6 separate regions of the Mus musculus genome follow, and regions 1, 2, 3, 5 and 6 are each linked to region 4. A link is a contact called in public HiCAR-type and promoter capture Hi-C data. All regions are on one chromosome and are shown on one strand. The core of a region is the stretch at or near the end of the contact, and the rest is flanking DNA. Distances in the headings are between cores, read along the strand shown. Region 1 holds the start of Adrb3 (adrenergic receptor, beta 3). Region 2 holds the start of Dusp26 (dual specificity phosphatase 26 (putative)). Region 3 holds the start of Rnf122 (ring finger protein 122). Region 4 holds the start of Unc5d (unc-5 netrin receptor D). Region 5 holds the start of Tti2 (TELO2 interacting protein 2). Region 6 holds the start of Mak16 (MAK16 homolog).

The links. Promoter capture Hi-C pulls out the DNA fragments that hold promoters and counts their contacts. HiCAR-type assays count read pairs that join an accessible place to other places.
Region 1: a contact with region 4 is called in a promoter capture Hi-C map of hippocampal neurons, with 7 times the contacts expected there. The contact joins the promoter of Adrb3 here to the promoter of Unc5d in region 4. A contact is called at or near these places in 1 of 39 promoter capture datasets (hippocampal neurons) and 1 of 115 datasets of contacts at active chromatin or transcription factors (astrocytes).
Region 2: a contact with region 4 is called in a HiCAR-type map of astrocytes, with 9 times the contacts expected there. The contact joins the promoter of Dusp26 here to the promoter of Unc5d in region 4. A contact is called at or near these places in 3 of 39 promoter capture datasets (embryonic stem cells, hippocampal neurons and liver) and 2 of 115 datasets of contacts at active chromatin or transcription factors (astrocytes and forebrain).
Region 3: a contact with region 4 is called in a HiCAR-type map of astrocytes, with 8 times the contacts expected there. The contact joins the promoter of Rnf122 here to the promoter of Unc5d in region 4. A contact is called at or near these places in 6 of 39 promoter capture datasets (embryonic stem cells, frontonasal cranial neural crest, hippocampal neurons and 3 more) and 1 of 115 datasets of contacts at active chromatin or transcription factors (astrocytes).
Region 5: a contact with region 4 is called in a promoter capture Hi-C map of embryonic stem cells, with 6 times the contacts expected there. The contact joins the promoter of Tti2 here to the promoter of Unc5d in region 4. A contact is called at or near these places in 2 of 39 promoter capture datasets (embryonic stem cells and hippocampal neurons) and 1 of 115 datasets of contacts at active chromatin or transcription factors (astrocytes).
Region 6: a HiCAR-type map of astrocytes shows a contact between it and region 4, with 6 times the contacts expected there. The contact joins the promoter of Mak16 here to the promoter of Unc5d in region 4. A contact is called at or near these places in 2 of 39 promoter capture datasets (embryonic stem cells and hippocampal neurons) and 1 of 115 datasets of contacts at active chromatin or transcription factors (astrocytes).

The regions. Positions count from the first base shown.
Region 1 is chr8:27,227,874-27,231,175 of GRCm38.p6, forward strand. It overlaps Adrb3 (adrenergic receptor, beta 3), which reads right to left and starts at 1,715. Exons shown (of 4, transcript NM_013462.3): 1 at 1,236-1,715; 2 at 1-877. The coding sequence starts at 546. Gm45470 (a long non-coding RNA gene) reads left to right here and starts at 1,536. Exons shown (of 3, transcript XR_001778544.2): 1 at 1,536-3,302.
Region 2 is chr8:31,087,870-31,091,299 of GRCm38.p6, forward strand. Dusp26 (dual specificity phosphatase 26 (putative)) reads left to right here and starts at 1,658. Exons shown (of 5, transcript NM_025869.4): 1 at 1,658-2,026; 2 at 2,291-2,433.
Region 3 is chr8:31,110,457-31,113,551 of GRCm38.p6, forward strand. It overlaps Rnf122 (ring finger protein 122), which reads left to right and starts at 1,371. Exons shown (of 6, transcript NM_001368375.1): 1 at 1,371-1,716. The coding sequence starts at 1,692.
Region 4 is chr8:29,217,782-29,221,048 of GRCm38.p6, forward strand. Unc5d (unc-5 netrin receptor D) reads right to left here and starts at 1,855. Exons shown (of 18, transcript NM_153135.3): 1 at 1,461-1,855. The coding sequence starts at 1,557.
Region 5 is chr8:31,148,495-31,151,811 of GRCm38.p6, forward strand. Tti2 (TELO2 interacting protein 2) reads left to right here and starts at 1,822. Exons shown (of 7, transcript NM_144927.3): 1 at 1,822-3,005. The coding sequence starts at 2,356. Snord13 (small nucleolar RNA, C/D box 13) reads right to left here and starts at 1,464; the gene lies at 1,367-1,464.
Region 6 is chr8:31,167,090-31,170,634 of GRCm38.p6, forward strand. It overlaps Mak16 (MAK16 homolog), which reads right to left and starts at 1,635. Exons shown (of 10, transcript NM_026453.3): 1 at 1,576-1,635. The coding sequence starts at 1,590.

The sequences.
Region 1 (3,302 bases), core at 465-2,964, 2.0 Mb before region 4:
CTCGGCATCTGCCCCTACACGCCACCACTGGCTCATGATGGGCGCAAAGGACACGGCAGCGGACACGATCCACACCAGGACAACTGCCGCGCGGGCGCGGCGCTTGGTAACCAGCGTGCCGTAACGCAAAGGGTTGGTGACAGCTAGGTAGCGGTCCACAGCCAGGGCGCACAAGGTCTCGATGCTAGCAGTTACACAGAGCACGTCCACTGACGTCCACAGTTCGCAACCAGTTTCGCCCAAGGGCCAATGGCCAGTCAGCGCCAATGTGGCCCCTGGTGGCATTACGAGGAGTCCCACTACCAAGTCAGCTGCGGCCAGTGAAGTCACGAACACGTTGGTTATGGTCTGTAGTCTCGGCGTGCGGGCGATGGCTATGATTACCAGCAGGTTGCCTCCCACCGTGGCCAGCGCCAGCAATGCCCCAGCCAATGCCGCTGCCCATGGTACTCCTGGCAACCCACTGGTGTTGGCTGCACTGGGGTCCAGGGTAGGGGCGTCCGACCACAAAGCCAGAGAGCCGTTTCTGTGAGGCCACGGAGCCATCTCGTGTGGCGCCTGGGGTGGGAAGGTTCCCCCTCCTCCCCAGACCCGCTGGCTTAGGGAAGGGGACAGTAGGGCTTGGGAGCGACTCTTCCAGCCTGGGCCATCTTCCCTAATTGCTGGGGTAAGTCTGTCAGCTTCCCTCCATCTCACCCCCCATGTACACCCTAGTTGCCGGGAGGAGTGGCTGCTTTTAAAGGAACAGCGTCCAATAGTCACAAGAGAGGCCTCTGGTGGGAATTGGAGGGTGGAGAGGGGCGTCCTGTCTTGACACTCCCTCAGCACCGGTTTCCTGGAGCTCAGCAGCTCCTTCCTGGCAGAACCTGAGGCAACCCTGCAAAGAAGAGAAACCCCCGCACCCTATCCTTTACCCAACAAGGAAGGCAACCATCCAGAAACAAACCAAAACAAAACCGAACAACCCAAACCATCCAAGATAGCCCCTCTTCTGCTTGGATGCTCTCCCTAAGGTATCTTATTGTTTGAGATAGTCTTTCTATATGTTGCCCAGATTGGTCTGGACCTCCAGATCCTTCTGCCTCAACCTCCCCAGTGCTGGGATTACAGATCTGTGCGCCACTATTCCCAACTCTAAGACTCTTTTTGTGAAGCCACCAACCAGAGGTGGCTGGCATCCTTTTCTCTCCCAGCTGATGAGATCCGTCCCCTTCCCTTTCCTCAATTTCGCTCACCCTCTGTCCCTGTCTGCTGTTTCAGTTCTTCTTCTTTTCAGTTACTGGAGACACCCGCTTGTTTCAGGAGTCACTCTAGTTTGACATGGCATCGTGTAGCTTGGGATGCTGAGGGCTTCTGGTTTCCATCTTCCTCCTGCACTGCCCAGTCCACACACCTTTCTCCTAGAAAATTTCTAGAAAAGTCCCTTCAAATTCTGAAGTGATAGACACATTAAAATGAGAGGATGGAGTTTTGGAGAGGGAGGGGTGTATCTCGGTGGTAGAGTGCATACTTAACATGCTTGAGGTCCAGCACAGAAAGAGAGAGAGAGAGACAGAGACAGAGAGAGACAGAGAGAGAAAGGATGCATTTGAGGCTGTCTAGCACAGTGGTTCTCAACCCGTGGCTTGCAGTCCCCACCGTGTTCACATATCAGATAGATATCCTGCATATCAGATATTTACATCACGAGTCAGAATAATAGTAAAATTACAATTATGGAGTAGCAACTAAAATAATGTTATGATTGGGGTCACTGCAACATGAGGCACTGTATTAAAGGGTCGCAGCCTGAGGAAGGGTGAGGACCACAGGTCTATCGCCACACTCAGTTATCCAAAGCTAATGTTTGTCACCTTCCCCATGGTAAAGAGTTCTCATCCACTTGCTGGAGATTTCTTCATAAGAAACTAGAGTCGAGGGAGTCATGTGTCTGCATGTGAACGTGTGGGTGCATCAGGTGTCTCCCTCTACTATTTTCCAGTTTATTACCTTGAGACAGGGTCTCTCACAGGGCCAGAAAGCTTTTGCGTTGGCTAGGACGGTGGAGTCTGGGCTTTTGAGATTCGCCTGCCTCTGCTTCCCAAGGCTGGCATCGTGGGTGTGTGCGGCCACATCCACCTCTTCACTTCGGTGCTGGGGATTTGAACTCAGTGCCCCTGGCTTGCAGAACAAACACTCTTACTTACTGTGCCATCTCCCGGGGCCCTCGTACTGCATATCTGGAGTGCATAAAAGGATAAGCCTGGTATTTTAATGCCTCTGAAGTTTCTTATACAGTAAGATCAGCGCCTCTGAGCCCCCTCCCTTCACCCAGACTTATAGGACCTGACCCTGTCATCCAATCTCCCAGTCAAAATTTTTCCAAATTGGATGTGGGCATGAAAGGCTTAGAAATAAGCCTCTGGGAGTTAGGGAAATGGCTAAATGAGTGAAGTGCTTGCCTTGCAAGCAGAAGGACCTGAGTTTGATGATTCCTGGGATGCGAATAAAGAAGCCTGAAGTGATGGCCTTCACATGTAATACCAGGGTTAGGGACGCCTGTCAAGACTGCTCCATGAGTTGTCTCATTTCCACCCCGAAACAATGGGGCAAAAGAGAGAAAAAAACAAATATAGTGGAAAATGCCTCCAGGGTACCCCCCTGGCATGTTCTTTTGAGTAGCTCAATATTTTAAAAGTGTCCTCTATAGCCACTGGTCCAGGCAATCCCCACGGGAGGCTGAACCAGGGGTTGGGAGTCAGAAAGGTTGGAAGGGGAAGAGAGAACCTAAAATTATCCCTGAGGAAAAAGGGCCAGCTGGGCTCCCAGGGACTCAGCAGCTCACTCACCCATGAGCAGGACTGTCAGGGGCTCTCAAGCAAAGGTTTTCCCTGTCCCATGGATGCAGCCGTCAGAGCTCCCTTCTGCTGCCCCTGCCCCTGCTCCTGTCCCAGCCATGCCAGGGTGGTGTGAAGGCTGCCTTTGGCTGTGGCTTCTTGCTGGTCATCAGGGTGATTGCACCCAAGTCAGGGTTTTGCAACACCCCAGAGCGCTGCCAGTTATCGCAAAGGGGTGTCATAAGATTCTCAGCAAGCAATCTCTAAAACAAATACATGCCATTTGGCTCTTCCCCCCACCCCACCCCCCTACCCCCAGGACATCAGAATAGGTTGGGGAAAGATATCTCCCCCAAGACATACTCAAGGGCCATCTCTGCTTTAGTCAAGGACCAAGCCCTGTTACTTGAAGAAAATGTGCAAAAATGTTTATAGTTTTGAAAAAGAGCAAGAGTCCCCAGTTGTAAGAACATACCGGTGTGTGGC
Region 2 (3,430 bases), core at 408-2,907, 1.9 Mb after region 4:
GCCTCTAACTTCCTATGCAGCTAAAAAAAAAAAAAAAAAAAAAAATGTCTGATCCTACTGAGTGCTTGGATTACACGCAACCCAGTCAAACAGTCTACTACATGAGCTACATCCCTAGGCCATCTATTTTTTTCAAAGGCAAAGTCTGATGTCAAAAATCACAATGTGACTGAGGCTAGCCTTGAACTCCTGATCATGTCTCCACCTACCAAAGTGCCCTTTCACGACTTCTTTCATGGTAACTGTTGCAAGGTTTTCCTAGACCTAAATCATCAAAATCTCAGACTTCTTAGGTCAATTATTTCAGGCAATGGGGAATTCATCTCTAGGTGAAGTGCCGTGTCAGAAAGGAACAAGGAGAGATGGAGGACGTTGAGATGGAAGCCTGCCTCTTGAGAGGAGCGGTGGGTGGCTCAGACGGCAGCCTAGGGAGGTACCTGGCAGTCTGCAACACTGGGGTATTTGGTGCTGTGTCTCATGATGCTTCCCTTGGTTCACAGACTACATCCTCATCTATTCTCTGAGCTCAGATTGTCCCAGCTCCCAATCTCAACCACAGTAGACACCACCTCCATCTCCTAACTAGCCTGCCTCTGCTTCCCTGACTCCTGCTTCCTTCCTGTAGGTAGCTGGGGCTCTGCCTGCTTCTCAGTCGCACCATCTGACCATAGTCATTCGGACTCCCCATCCTGGGTCTCTCCACGCAGTGTGTGGGGTCGTTTTGTGTCAACTTGACACAGGCTAAAGTCATCTGAGAGGAGGGAATCTCTACTGAGAAAACGTCTCCATAAGACCAGGCTGTAGACAGGACTGTAGAGCATTTTCTTAATAAATGATTGATGGGGGAGAGCCAAGCTCATTGTGGGTGGAGCCATCTCTGGGCTGGTGGTCCTGGGTTCTATAAGAAAGCAGGCTGAGCAAGCCATGAGAAGCAAGCCAGTAAGTGGTGCCTCTCCATAGCCTCTGCATCAACTCCTTTCTTGGGGTTCTTGCCCTGTTTGAGTTCCTATCCTGACTTCTTTGATGATGAACAGTGATATGGAAGTATAAGCCACATAAACCCTTTCCTCGGGGTCAGGATGTTTCATCACAGCAATAGAAACCCTAACAAAGACAAGCAATGAAAGAGACTCTTAGGAAAGGCAACACCGATCTTGACTCTTGACTCTGAATACTTAACGATCTTGACGCTGACCATATAGAGAAACAGGTGATAGCAGATACCACTGAACGACATCATGTGAGAAAGAAATGACGATTAATTTCTTCAGGGCTGGGTTGAGTGTACAGTTGTAAAATGCAGAAATGGCTTTCTGGTTGAAATGCAAAGTGCATACTCCCTTGAATGGGCAGCACGGTTGGAAGAGTCATAGCATGAACTTGGGGGTCTCATTACCATCCTCGGATGCTTGGCTCTATCAATACCTAGCTGCTGACCTGGACTTAGCCTCTCTGTACTTCAGTATCTTCCCTTCCCCAAATGCAGATGAAGATGCCTGTCTGATGCACCTCTGATGCGTATAAAAGTCCCCTAAGACAGGTGAAGTGCCTAGCATATGGTAAACGCTATTAATAGTAAGGGTAGCTGAGGATTGTTCTCTAGCGCGTAGAAAAGAGTAGGGCAGGCCGTCTGCAATTCATGAATTCTGTCTGGGAAGAGCGAGCAGTGTATATAGACCCTGTCTGGAAAGGCTTGCAACAAGGCTTTGCCATTGGTCTACAGGGCAGCAGCCCTGGCGTGCACGCGAGGCGGGGCTGCGGGCCTGCGCGGGGCTGTAAACAGGGGCGGGCTGTGTCGCTGCGGTGTGGCGGCTCCCACCGCTGCGTGACACGGTGTCCCTGGGTGTCACCAGCGCGCACACCGAGAGGAACCTGCTTCGATGTGCGTGTCATGGCGTAAAAATAGCTGCCATCCACCTGCGCGCCGGGGCGGCGGCGCAGCGGCGGGGGCCGCGAAAGAGCCATGGGCACCGGACTGCGGGAGCCCGCAGGCCACCTCGGGATCTGAGACCCTTGCGACCAGGAGGTAGAGACATGTGGGGTGCGGGGACAAGAGTCGGGGCCGGGCAGGTTCACAGGAGCATCGCCGCACGTCTCGCTGTGCCCTGCTTCCCCGCTGCGCCAGGCTGTCTGGGTTGGCACAAGGCTAAGGCGACAGCCACGAACCTGTTACTACCGCGACAGCAGACGGAGGGAGGGGGGCAGCGGCCAGGGCCTCTGGTGGCGGGTTAATGGGATTGGAAAAGGCCCAGGGGTGTATTCCAGCCTGAACTTGAATCCTCTACACCAGGAGGAATAGTCCAGAGGACAGCGGCTACCTGCTTCTTCTCTCCTGCCAGTCTCCGTGCCTTTCACCAGCACTTAGGCAGCAGAATCTATTCTGAGAGAGGTTATTGGAGGGAAAGGATGGGTCTTTGAGCCCCAGGAGTAGAGGTAGGTGCTGAGGGGTGGTTGTGGTGGTGGTGGTGGTGGTGTCGATTGTAGTACTGGATTTTTGGGCTTCTTCTAAACAAACCATTGAAAACCTATCTGTCCCTGAACTCCTGAGTAGAGACTCATCCTTTATTAGCTATGACCCCACTGCCCCTGTTTGTGGTGTGTTCTGAAAGACTGACCCTTAGAGAAGAGAAAGCTAGGCCAGCTGGGAGCGTGTGGTGGGATCACTGTGAGGCCATGGGTCAAGATGGCTTCTTATTGCTGGACATTCAGTTGAGGCCCCTAAGGCTGATGGAAGCACAGGAAATTGGAGGGGATGGGGGAGATGCTGCAGGTTAGCCCACCTAACATGCCAGACCATAGCGGGAAGTGACCATGGATGGAGATCTTCCACAGTTGTCTCTCTGCCCAAATGTCCTAGGGCAAGCCTCAAAGGCAGTCTCTTCCAGCTGTGAGGCTCAGAGTAGGAGCCCATCTTCCCAAGCTCCTAGTCTCCACAGGTACTCTGAGACACACCTGCTAGGCCCCTTAAGGCTGACGCTGCTCCTTGTGCAGTGCAAGATCAGTTGATTTCCACAGCAACAAAGATGGCCATTCTGAACCTCCCTGCTGCCCCTGGGCCTGCAGGAACACCCCTCCCCTCTTCCCAGCCCCTCCCCCCAAGCCCCTCCCCACACTTGCTTTTCCCACTTCTGCCCTACCCCCCACCAGACACAGACACACAAAGCTCCAACCCTGCTTTGACTCAGAATTCTCTTCCCAGGGATGAGGTATAGTCAAAGGAGGGGCTCCTCCCACTCGCAGGCTTCTGTGCACAGATTCAAGCAAGCCTTCCTCTCTCTGTCCATCAGCGAGTATTTTCCCAAACTCGCTTTTCCTCTTTAGATCATTCCTCGCCCCCCCCGCCCCCGACACACACACACAATGCCCTCCCCCCCCCCCGTGAAAAGCTTATCTTTGAGACATGTGGGGGCAGGCATGGGTTAATGTGCTC
Region 3 (3,095 bases), core at 121-2,620, 1.9 Mb after region 4:
ACTACAGTGAGCCTTCCATATTGTTAAGTTACACAAATATTGGGGGGTGGGGGGTATGCAACTTGATGTTAAGGGAAGTACGGTGTATATGCAAACACCACAATCACCGTCCACAAAGGCCTTCTGGATTTGGAGACTATCCGACCATCCCCAGAGATAAGAAGATTGCATTTGTTCCAGCAGCCCTGAGATGCAGGTCAGGATATTTGATACTTTAACGACTGTGCTTGGAAATGGCAAAACATTCATTCGCATGCATTAGCTCGCTCAGGGGCCAGAGACTCAGTTCCAACAAATCAATAGTGGGATGATAAGTCCTGACAAAGGAAGAGCAGGCCGTTTTGCTTGCTTATTTGTGGGTCTACTCAACACACTGCTTCTGAACGTGGCTGTGGCGCCTTGCACCGGGGTACTTTCAATGATACTCTATGCACTGATGGTAATACTTTCTTTTAAGTGGAAAGATAAACAAAAGCATACATAAACAAGCCTGAGTATGGTGGCACAGGCCTTTCATCCTAGCACCCTGGAGACAGAGGAGGGCAGATCTCTGGAGTTGGAGGTCAGTTAGGACCAAATAGCTTTCCATTAGCAAAATAATAAACATATAAAATAAACTATGCAATGTCATCCAAAATAAATAATACTACATGGAGATTTGAGATCCCCCCCCCCCTTCATCCCCTGTCCATTCAACACCGAAGCAAGACCCCTGTCCCGGCCATTGACAAAGCCAGTTTCCGGGTTTTCGCCACAGTCTAGGAGATTGGAATCCTGGCACGGTATGGCCTTCAGCTTTAGGCCTTATTCTTGTTTGTAAAAGAAGGCTCTGTCCTGAAGTGATGTGAGAACAATAGCCCTTTGAAGATGGAGTTTTGAGTTTCATCTGCTTTGCCCTCTTTGCCTCAGTTCTCTCCTTTCGCGGTGGGTCTGGGAATGCGCTAGCTGCCACGCATAACCAGGTCTAAAGGCGAAGGACAAGTGGAACCAACTCCCAGGACTGCCTTCTACAGAGCTATAGAAATTCGAGACAGACACGGATCTGTAGGCGGAAAACAAAAGTGGCACTAATCCTCGTGTCATTCCACCACCATAGCCCTCCCCGCCCGGGTCCTAGGAGGCGGCGATCTTCGCCCCCTGCAGGCGTCGCCTCTCACGCCGTTCTGCAGGCTAGGGACTCCCCAGGTCTGGCTAGGAGGCGGGGTAGGAATCTACCCAGAAAAAAGCTCCCCTGTCCAGAGGGTAAACTGGCTTGTAAATAATACCCCAGGGCAGGAGAAAGGCTCCCATTGGCCGGAGGGCAGGTGACGAAAAGGGGGCGGGCTCCCGGGAGGGAGCAGTCCTAGGGAGGGGGGTGTGAGCCGTGCGGTGTCAGTTTTCGGAATCCCAGCGCGCACTGCTCAGCGCAGTGGGACCCAAGCCCGGCTTCGTGTCCTGGCTACTGCCTTCTCGGCCGGGCATCCCGGCTCTCTCGGCTGCCCTCCCGGCCCGGGCCCTCGGTAGGGCTTCGCTCCGAAAAGACTTTGCTTCCTCCTCTGCCCTCTTTGTTGCTCTGCAAACCGGCCTCTCTGTAACCCTTGACTCCACTCCTCCGGGAGTTGCATCTCCATCCCGGCGGTCTCAGTGCACAGCCCCTCCAGCTCCAACACCTTGCCTCGGTTTGCTCCCGGAAGCCGACCTTGACTTCATTGATGCACCCATTCCAGTGGTGTAACGGTGAGTCCCTGGACCGGTGGGAGAACAGGGACCGCGCAGGTTCAGGTCCTGAGCCGAGTTTCCCGGTGTCTGGGACGGCCCAGAAGGCGTCCTGGCGCCCTGCTGGGCTCTGCACAGCGCGCAGTTAGAAAGATCCCATTCACTTTGTTGGGAATAAAGGGGGTCTGGAAGCGAGTGGAGGGCCAGGGGCGTGTGAGCCGAGTCTTCCCGGCCTTTGTATGGCGGTCCATCTCTTCTACCCCTTCGCCTGCCTTTGTGCGCTCTCAAACTCTGTTCTTTGTTGTGGTGGTTGGAGAATTAAATCCGCGCTCGGGCTAGGATCTCCTAGAGGGAGCTCAAGTTCCGGTTCTGAAACTTTGCAGGCTATTTTAAATATGTATACAGTGCAGCGTGCGGGACAAGGCGCGGGGTGACTTTCTTTTTCTTTGTTGGTTTTCACTGGCTCCTAGGGGCCAGACGCTGGATTAAAAGAGCGTCGCTTTACTGAATAGATAAAGCCTTGCAGAAAGAAAGCTGGGCCCCCAGCTCAGGGCTGGCCTGGCAAAAGCTTTGCTTTCTGGCAATAAGGCCAGACCCTGGGGTCTGCTTTCAGCCTAGGTGGTGACGGTACCTTCCAGCACAGCCAGCCACCCACCACCAACCGCTTCCCACACCCCACCGCGTGATGATGCTAAATTAGTTCATCTGAGGCTTTGGGGCAGCTCAGGTGTTACAGGTTAGAAAGCGGGTCTGGATTTCCTGTCTAGGCTACCTGTTGGATCTTTCTGAGCCAAGTCTTCGATGTTAATACCACCCACCCTTCCCCCAGAAGTACCCAAAATCTTGATCACTTTTTCTAGGCAAGTTGGCGAGGTGGAAAGAAGCTAACTTTTTTTTTTTTAAGTTTTTTGGTATGGCAGTCTGGTTGCTTGTGAAAAATCCATTCTTAAGTAGACTTCTGCATGATCTTGGACTAATTATTTCAAGAGTCTTTTGTTTTAAAGCAGGGTTTGGGCCGCATGTGTATGAGTAGCCCCCATCCCCCCTCCTTCCTCCTTTTGCTGGTCGGATCTAATTTCCTGAAAATGAACCAAGCTGTGTGTGATAGGCTGGTAATGGAGAGGAGGGGCGGGAATGGGGGGTTGAGGCCTGACGGTGTATCCCAGCATCTGGGAAAGATTCCCTTTGGCTGGAAAGAAGCAGTTCCCAGATCCGCTGGTCTTGGCCAGCCCCGCTCTGACGTCATTCCAGCTTGCAGACTGCCAGCTGAGATGAGACATTCTGGTGTCAGGTCGGAAGACAATGGACCTGGGATTTAGCTAGAGCTAAGCTGTCAGTAACCCGGACCTTTCTGGGCAGCATCCTTTGAAAGAGTTTTATTTTGCCCCACCCCCGCGGTG
Region 4 (3,267 bases), core at 605-3,104:
AGAAAACACTCAAGAGTTGCCTGAGCAGTTAGGCAGTCTCTAGTTCCCCCGTAGTATACTAAATGGCTGAAGCCCAGGCTCCTCCAACAAGAGAAAGAAACACGCCTCACTCTAACAATCACTCGTATTTAAAGCCTTTCCTTATTTTTGAAAGCCTGCTCCATTATAAAAAGAAAAGGGGAGGGTGAAAAAGTTCAGGAAATGAAATGCAAATAGGCATAGAATAGGATCATACTGCTGAAAACCTCTATCCACCCTTTTAATTCCTCTTTCCAGGCGGTATCGCTGCTCCTAACACCGTTAGCTTCTATTAAAAAAAATGAGATTATACCGGTTCTTGGCATCTTTGTCAACCCTTCCAAAGGCCTCACAGCTACTAGCGATATGTTCAAGAGACAGAACAGAAGGAGAGGTGGTTAGCCCGGTGCCACCTCTTGCTAGACAAGCGTTAGGTAAATCATTTAATGCAATTACATATTCTAAGCCGGCTGGATGGCAAGCAGCAAAGAAGAAAGGTAAAGAAGGGCAGGGAAAGGGAAGCTTCTAGATTATTTCAAAGGTAGCCACAGCACTGGGGCTGTCTGGAACTGCCTGTGATCAGCTTCAAAACAGGTCCGTGTGGTTTATCTTTAAGTTGATGCTCTGCTGGAGTGCAGCGGATCTAGAAAAAGAGTGTGTGTATGTGTGTGTGTGTGGGGGGGGGGGGGGGGGCTCCTGAGCTTATTAGAAGCAGAGAAATCTCTGCTTCTAAATTTCCCTGCTGCTCAGTAGGGCCCGCGCTTCTAAGCTGGTATAAGCACCCGATAGGGAGAGGATGCGCCGAGAGTACAGCCTCCCTCCGGCCAACTGCTTATCCGGCTGGGCACTGCAGGCGCAGTTAAACCCCAGGGTACACACTCCCCAGAGCTCTTGCCCCCTCGCAGATTCTGTAAGGCAAAACCACTGCTGGCTTAGAGCCAAGACTAGGGTCGCCCGAGGGGCTTGGTGCAGAGCGAAGTGACCAGCTTGGATGCTTCCCCCTGAAGGGGAAAAAAAGCGCAGTCTCTATTGGAACCCACGGGCATGCCTCTTTCCCTATGCACTCTCGAACATCACCGTGGGCTCCCACCCAGGGACGAGCTCGCCCAAGAAGGAAAAGTGGAGAGGACCAAGGCGAGAGAGGATATAGGGAAGACGAGTTTTCCAGTCTGCAACAATTGAGGGGCGGAGGGTGGGGAGGGAGGTTGGAAAATCTCAGCGGGTGCAAACTCAAGGGGGGGGGGGGCCCGGTCAGAGCAACCTGTAGGATTACTGCAGATAGCAAACTTGGGTTGAAAGGCAGTGGTCCCCTGGAGCTCCTCTAACACGGTTCCCACTGAGTCGGGCTACGCGCGCGGAGAGAAGCCAGAACAACTTGGGAAACCCACGCCGAAGGTGAGAGTCCCGCTCCCCTCGCGCACCGCTGTCCACCCAGCGCTTACCTCGGGCAGCCGCAGCCCCCGCCGCCCAGAAAAAGAGTCCTAGCCATGGGAGCCACCGGCGCGCCCCGCGGCTGCCGTCTGCAGCCCCTGTCCCCATGCTCCGAGCTCCTCTCAGGATTCGCTCCTCTTCCACGCCCTGGAAGTCCGCGAGGAACGACGGCAGGGAGCCAACGCCAGTAGGTTTCCCCGGAGGTGGTGGTCTGTGGCGAGTCTCTTTTTCCCCACCGCCGCTCCCTACAGCAGCGGAACAGGGATATCAGATGGGCAGCGGGACGCAGCGCGCGCCCCCATCGCCTCCTGCGGCGCCGCCCGCCGTCCCCGCTAAGCGGCCCGCAGCCCCAGCTCCGCTCCGGGTCCGGGACTACCAAACCGAGCCTGGAGACCGCATCGCTAATGAGCCCCGGGGCCGCCTCTGCTCCACCCCTCCGAGCGGCGGCCAATGAGTCACGCCGGGGCGGGGCGATGGGCGGGGCCGGGCTCGGGAGGCGCAGGTGAGTCCGCAGCCGCCGCACGTGCGGGCACCGCCTCCCCGCTGCAGAGGCCCCCGCGCGTGCGGGATTGCAGCGCGCCCGAGCCCGGCGGCCGGAGGCGAGGATGCGCGAGCGCAAGCTGTGCCGAGCAGCCCGGCCTCTTGGAGGCGAGCGCCCAGCGGCAGAATGTGGGCGTCTGGCTTGCTAACTCTGAGTGAGACAGCGGCTTCCAGGAAACCAAGGTTTCGCTCAACTTTGAGTTCCACTTTTACCCGCAGTCCTGGGGAGGACGGGACGGGCGCTAGGGAGAAAAGAGGGTGGGGGTGGGGGGTGGGGGCAATGATAAGCTTCAACTGTGCCCAAATGTGAAAACGAAGAGGGAAATGAATCGAGGGCTTCTGGGGATGTATGGGATCAAATTTTACTTTAAGGAAGCAAAACCTTTTTTTTTTTTTTTTTTTTTTTTTAATACTTGCCGCTCTGGAATCTCAAAAGTTCTCAAAACTGCTTCACATCTGACCACTTAATGTGGTTTTGTTCATTCCAATTCAGGCCCTCGAAATTGCCTTTCTAGTAAGTAAGTAAAGTTCAAAAGGAGACCTGCTCAAAGTCTTCAGAGAAGAAAGAAAGGGAACATTTGTTTAAGCACACCACCCCTCCCTTCCCAGTCCCCTTTTATTAGATGGCTTGATCTTTACCTGATCTTGGAAGGGCCTCAAAGTTGTCTCTTTACCCCATCCGCTGGAGCAGGCAACCAGCTACAGACGACAACCCCCTTCCCCAAGACCGTTGGCTTCCTGTCCAGGTCTCCACAGTCAGACCATGGCTTTCTGTCAGAAGCTTTCAAAATGTCCCCTGTACTCAGCTGGTCAGAAATCTGGGTTCTCAATACAGATGGAAAGCTTCAATTAAAAGACAGCATTGGCAAGTGATTCCTCAATGGCTACCAAGCTCACTAGCCCACACATGCACACACACAAACAACAACAACAACAAAAATCTTGTCCAAGTGCAACCTGCTCCCAAACACCTCTGTATGGAAAAAAAAAATGGTTTGAGGTGGAGAGATTGTTGTGAAGGAGGTAATCACACTAACTTACTTGCTCCCAAAGACAAAGGGGATGATAGACAAAGATTGATTACCCGATAAACAGGTAGGCCATCCCTCTCTGCAGACACCAGGCTTGTGCACGTCAGCGGAAGGAGCTGATTTTTTCCTACAGAGCTCTTGCAGCTCAATAACAAGTTTAGGTCCTGGTGGAGAAAACCAAACCCTGGGGAACAGATACTTCAAAGCAAAGACTGATGTGGGGCCTGGCCAGGGACTTGCCTGGAAA
Region 5 (3,317 bases), core at 572-3,071, 1.9 Mb after region 4:
ATAATTGTTTATACATGTTATTTACCTTCCATTTCTACTTTAACACACAAGGAAATGCATATATCTTACTCTCTATCTTTCCTTCTTTCTTACAAGAGAGCATCTATCTACCCTTCCTCCCCTCTGCTCCTTCCACCTATCTATATTCCCAGAGTTCCATGGTGTTACACAGAGACTGCTTTTTCTCCCTCACTGCAGCTGCACCAAGCTGCATTGTGTGGACGCAGCTCCATGTAGCTGCATTGTGTGGGTGGTCAATCCAGCCTGTCCTCTGTGCGTGGACATGGGCATTCAGGATACATTTGTTGCCTTGACTAAATTGTGCCAGGCACTAGATAGAAGTAAAGGCATGGCTGGCTCGGGCTTTGGGAAACCCAGCGAGAGATCTCAACAATACAGAGCACTCCTCAAGTCTGAAAGGCGTCTGGATCCACTGGACACAAAGGGCACATGCTACAGAAAAGAAACGTCCCACACAGTACAGACACAATAACCTCTTATTGACTGGCCTCAAGCTGCTTTTGTTAAGGGAAGGTTTCTCTTGGAAGTGGTTAGCAGTGATTGATCAGAGTGCCACCAATTGGTCAGAGTGGGAAAAGCCAGAAGAAAGAGGTTCCGAGTTAGAATTCTAATCACCAGATTTTCTTGGAAAGAAGAAATGTAAATTAATGTTGGTGCTGTTGCATAACAATGGGAACTAACACCTCTATGAACTTTATGCTGATCAGATATTGTTCCCGGCATTTATGTACATTAAAAATTGTCCCAACAGTCCTAAGAGATGGGGACCAGTAATTATCTACATTTGTTTCCCCAATACAGAAATTAAGACATAGAGATCTGAGCTATTGCCGTTTGCAAGAGGTCACACAGAGAAGTGAAGGGGGGAAAAAAAGCCACACAGGCATCACTGGTAGTGTAGTGGCAAATAGTGTAACACTAAGAAGAGCATGTCTTGGAGTGGAAAGATGGTTCAGTTAAGAACATGCCATGGCTAACAAACTCCAGAAATTCAAGTTCAGAGAACTGGACACTGTTTTCTGGCTTCCGCGGGGACCAGGGGGGGCACCAGGTACACATATACGCATGTGAACAAAGCATTTATACACATCAGAGTAATAACTTAATAAAACAATTTTTCTTAGAAAGAAGTGAATTGTACCAGAGCGACTTGTAAGAAGCATAACTCTGTCACTTTCAGTTTCTCTTAGGAATGGAATGTACTTTAGTAATAATGTATTAGTCCCAGGTACCCTGGACACTTTCCACTACCTAACCAGTAATCCTACCTGACTGAACCAAGAAGTAAAAAACAGGGCATAACTCTAATCTACACAAGAACCAGAAGTGGAGGATCCTCCTAAGTTCATGTCAGACGGGTAATGTGCCCACGTCGTAACAAGGTTTATGGGCGGCACATGTCACGCAATGGCGTGAACACCCAATCATCACGCTTTATGAACCAGAAAGGATCGGCCTTACTGTTAGCTTGCGAAGTATCGAGTAAGTCTCACCAGTTTTTCAAAGAGGGTGACTAATATGCTGCCGCTCTATTTAGCTTTTGCACACAAAATCTAGTACAATTTCAAACTGTTACTAGGATTTTGCGAGAATTCTCTTGTTTCTAGCCTAGCAGATGAAATCAGGAACAAACTTAATGAGCGAACGCTTAGTTATGCAAATATATCCTTCATGCTCCACCTTTTACCCCTTCCTTCTCTGACGGACTGTTTGTTGCTTTCTGGTCGCGAGTCGTAAAAAGAAGCGTTGCGGCTCCGCTGGCGGAAGTTAGTTTTGCTTTACGGCTACAATGCTCTCCAGGGCCGGAAGTTGCGGAATACAGCTACCGTACTGGAAGAGCGCTTGGTTTCGGGAGCCTTTTTGGTGTCACGGTTCAGTAGTTTGTCTTTAAAATTAACTGTTTTTTTTTTCTTTTTTGAGTTTTCGGAAAGACAAATTTCGCTACGTGTTAGGAGCTTGAGGCTCTCCTATTTTTTTTTCGAGACAGGGTTTCTCTGTGTATCCCTGGCTGTCCTGGAACTCACTCTGTAGACCAGGCTGGCCTCGAACTCAGAAATCTGCCTGCCTCTGCCTCCTGAAGCGTGCGCCACCACTGCCCGGCTTGAGGCTCTCTTCTTACAGCCACTTTACTGGGTGGATTGACACTCGATCCTTGCGTCAAGACAGTGAGACATCTCGCCTTTTAGCTGTGCCTGGTTTTAGTTCTGTTCGTTGGGGGACACCGAGCCCCGGACGACCTTCCCTCCGAGACTCCAGACACCATCCCCATTTGGTCTCTGTCCCCCCCCGGGGGGGGCGGGGGGGGCGAGCCCAGCCCCTCCGGTGCGACTAGGAATGAAGCTGGACAGTGCCGAAGAGAAGTCGGGGGTCGGCTGCTCCCTGCCTGCAGAGGGCTCTCCCCCGGCCCTCGAACCAGCCTTCTCCAAGATTCTGAACCGTCTCAGCCGCCCAAAGTCATCAGGACAGGGCGGCGCAAGAAATGCGGCTCTTAAAGACCTCGGCGCTTTAATAGAAGCCGCCGAAGGTGACAGATTCTTTGAGGGGAGTGGGAGTGGGGGATCCCTCCGGGGGATGCCCGAGATCCTGGGGCAGGTGGTGAGAGCCCTGGAGAAGTTCGCAGCACCCGAGGAGAAGGCAGATGGGGTCGAAGAGCATCCCGAAGTGCCCGAGAAGGCGACTGAAGTTGGCTCACTGTTTCTAAAGCTGTTGGGGAAGGTTGAAGCTGCCAAGAGTTCTCCCGACTGCCCTGCGTGGAAGACAGGCCTCCGTCACATGTCAGGACCCGTGTATATTTTTGCCATCACTCACAGATTGAAGCAGCCATGGACCAGTCCAGCATCTCAGCATGTTGCTGGTGAGGTGCTGTCTTTATTGCTTAGAGTTACTGAGTGCAGTTCTGTGGCAGGATTCCTATGCGGAGAAAATGAAGACGATCGAGGGAGATTTGCTGTGGTCTTGGGGCTTCTTAAGCCCCATTTGAATAAGTGAGTAATGCTCTTTTCACTATTATCAGACAGATAGGGGTGCTGAGATAATAGATTTCTTAAGGACCGGAACGGTTGTGGCTTACTAGAGACGAGGAAATCATATAGCAGCAAATTCAAGATTAGAACTGAAGTCATCAAATTCCATTTTCTCCACCAAATGACTGCCTTGGAAAACTGGAAATTCTGACAATAGATATGGAAGATTCTGTCCCATTTATATGGAATCGAGTATCTTATGCTAAGTACCCATGGGTATTTGGAGAAGACCCAGTCTTTCAGCATGAATTTAAATACAGGGACTTCTAACTT
Region 6 (3,545 bases), core at 385-2,884, 1.9 Mb after region 4:
ACCATACCCTATTACTCAGCAACAGAAGTTCATTTATAGTTAGTAACTACTTCCCCAGAATTATTTTCAATACATACATACATTCTAGCATCTGTAGTATGCCCTTATGTATAGTGTGAACAAAATGAGCCCTATCACATTTACATTGTAACTTTTTTTACATGTGTTCATTATCCATTGTCCAATTCTGCACAGCACTAGATACTTAGATATACACACCATCATCACAACCTTATTACCTTCTACCTTGTCTCTCTAATGTGTTCTGCACTCTAAAGTAAAGGCACTGCCGTCTCCAAACACAAACCCTGGCGTTTGCTGGATGAGAACAATCCTACGGTCCTTACATCCCGGAACCTGGTGAAGTGCATAGTATATAAAAACGGTGCATCAAGTTGCAATCACTAAAGCCACATATGGGGGTGTGTGTGTGAGCATAAAGGTCTCTAGATGGACTGCACTGAAGAGCCAAGAAGGACCCTAGAGCAGTTAAAGGGGGGAAGAACGAAGGGCCAAAGAATAAAACACACAGGGGTAAGGATTGTAGGAAACGAGAAGTGGAGTGGGTGTATTATTCAGCTTCGTGGTCAGACCTCTTACACATCATTTGGTCACACCTCTTTCCTGGGCACCGGATTTGTCTGTGCGCCCAGCTGCCCACTTAGCATCTCTAAAAGGATCCCGATGGTAAACATACCCCAGTGCAACTCTCATTTTCACGCTCTTCTTAAATTAAAAAAAAAAAAAAATACAACAGTTCTCCCTAGTTCCCACTAAAAAAGACCTGGAAACCATTTCCTTCAAGGTTCTCCCTGACCTTGTCCGGGCAAGCCTATCAAATCCAGTCTCCCCCTCATCCTCTGGATTCCTGTAACAAGTCCTTCCCTATCTCTCATCTTTGTACCTTTACTATTCCTACGGCTCTTCAGTGGCTGCCTCAGTCCCAATTCTGGGGTTTTTAGCCCAATGTGACTGATCTACCGCTCTTTCTCCATTACTCCTCTTTCATAGTACCGTTATTCTCCATCCCCAGAGTGCTCATGAGAGCAGAGGTTTTTTTGGTTTTTTTTAAATGTCTTTTGCCCGACTGTTAACAACCAATCATCACACTGAACCTACACCAGTTGGATACTGGCTATGTACTTACAACTCTGTGAACAGACAAACGAAGTCTTACTTCCGAAACTACGCCTCGGGCAGGCTGCAGAGCAAAATAAAAAGCCTAACACTGGAGAGGTAGCGCTCATGGAGGAGTTCCCTAAGCACGGATTTTAAACATCGCATCTCTCCCGCCTTGCCACCCCGAGACAACTGCCGTTCAGATGGCAGCTGGCACAAAGGGCTTCACTGCCAAGCACTAGGGACTAAGGAAGCCCACCCGGCGGGCTGGGGCTGGGGTGGCCTGGCCTTCTACACGCGCGTGGGAAGCCACTATCGGAAATCGGGGCTCTGCAAGTCTCGCCATCCGGGAGAAGCGGAGACAAACGGGCCGTCTGAGCGTGCGGGACTGAATCCTAAATGAGCGAAATGCCGCGCAAAACCCAGTGGTGCCAAGGCGAGAGGAGGAAAACTCACGTCGTCCGACTGCATGGTGCCGGCAGCTCAGCTCGCCGCATTAGGAAGGACCGGGGAAGCGGCCACGCTTCTTCCGCGGAGCCACTTCCGGAGAGCCACTAACCTATCGCGAGAACGTCTCAGTGTCCCAGAAGCCCGTGACGTCCCCGGGCACAGTGAGCATGCGCGCTTCCGCGCCAGCGCACGCTTGGATCCTGGCGTGCTCGCCTCCGGCAGCCCTTGCCCTAGGAGCGCACATATCGTCTTGTCCTGCTTGCTGTGTCTCTGCGCGAGCTCCAAACCTCTAAAAAGTGGGGCTTCTTTGTCCTCTCTAACCCAAGGCGCACCCTCCGAGTCACTTGTGCACGCGCGGGGCTTTAATGCTAATTACCGTCCCATTTCTGGCCGTGGCCGCGTGCCTGGAAAGCCTGAAGCCGTCAGCTCTTTTACCAACCCGCGGGAACTTCTAGCAGCCATCTCCGTTCTCACTTTGAAACACACACGGCAGTGTCGTATGGGGAAACAACATAACAAACGAAAAAAACCTGTATGCATGTGACCCCCAAACGGACAGATTCTACTGTCGCTCCCTTGCTCCTTCTGTAAGGATCAAACTCGGGTTACCAGACTCACACTCCTTCCTGAGCCATTATCCAGGCCTGAGAAAGTGCTTTTAAAAGGTCAGCAGGAGTGATAATAAAATGAGGGTTGCTTCCCCAGTTCTCCCTTTTGAAAGCCATTAAGTAGTTCAAGTGATTTTGAAGAAATTGTCATGTGCCAAATACAGTCCCGGACAGAGCAATGAAGGGGAACAATGTTCTACACCCTCAAGGTCCTTACTTAGCAATGGGATTCAGAGACTTGTACCATAAACTGTATAATATAATGTTTAAGTACTGTTAAGTGCTGTAAAAGCAACGAGGCAGCTGTGAACACTCAGCTAGTGGGGAGGTTGGTTCGGGAGCTTGAGACCAACTTGAGTTTTACAGGGAGGTCATAGCCGGATGCTGGCAATGGTGATAACGATGAGGATAACGCAAAGTAAGTTAGTGGAGACAGGTTCTTTTAGAAAGGTTTATATGTAGCAGACAATGGCCTAGTCGGTCATCAATGGGAGGAGAGGCCCTAGATCCTGTGAAGGTTCTATGCCCCAGTATAAGGGAATGCCTGGAGTGGAATGCCAGGAATGGGAGTGGGTGGGCTGGGGAGCAGGGGGAGGGGGTAGGGGATTTTCGGAGGGGAAACTAGGAAAGGGAATAACCTTTGAAATGTAAATAAAATATCTTTTAAGAAAGGAAGGTTTATTGGGAGAATGCGGTAGAAGTAAGTGATAATTAGGTAGAGAATCACATTGAGGTAATGCAGTAAGTTGTGGCATCAGGGTGTGTGTGCCTTTTAAGGAAAGATAATGAAGAGCCCTACACTTAAGGAGATAGTTGGAGTAAAAACAGACAAAGGAAAAGTGTGGGCTAGAGAACGGAGAGCAAGAGGAAAGATCAGTAGGAAATTAAACCAGGAGGAACCCAGACCCAAAGTATATGCAGCCTTACAGTACAGCAAAGTATATGACCTTTGTGGTAAACATCTGAGGTCTGCATGCTAGATTGCATCTCTGATGAAACAGTAACGTATGACAGCGTGATATTGCTCTCCTCACAGCTCTCAAACTGAGTGTGGGTGCAGCCAACAGTGTGGTTGGCCTTGTGTGTGGTTGTGGGGAACCCAGTGCCTTAATCATGCTAGGCAAGGTTGTACCATTGAGCGACACCTGTCACCCTGTATTGAGCTACATCTGGCTGTCTATTTGTTTTTTGAGAAAGAGTGTCAGTGTAACAGTCTGGCATGCAACTCATTGTATAGCAACCCAGGCTGACCTCACACCTGTGAGCAATCCTCCTGTCCCCCCACCTTCTCCACTGGGATTACAAATGTGAGCCCCAACATTGAGCTGTGAATAATTTTAAAAGGTGATGGCACCCACTGCCTTCAAG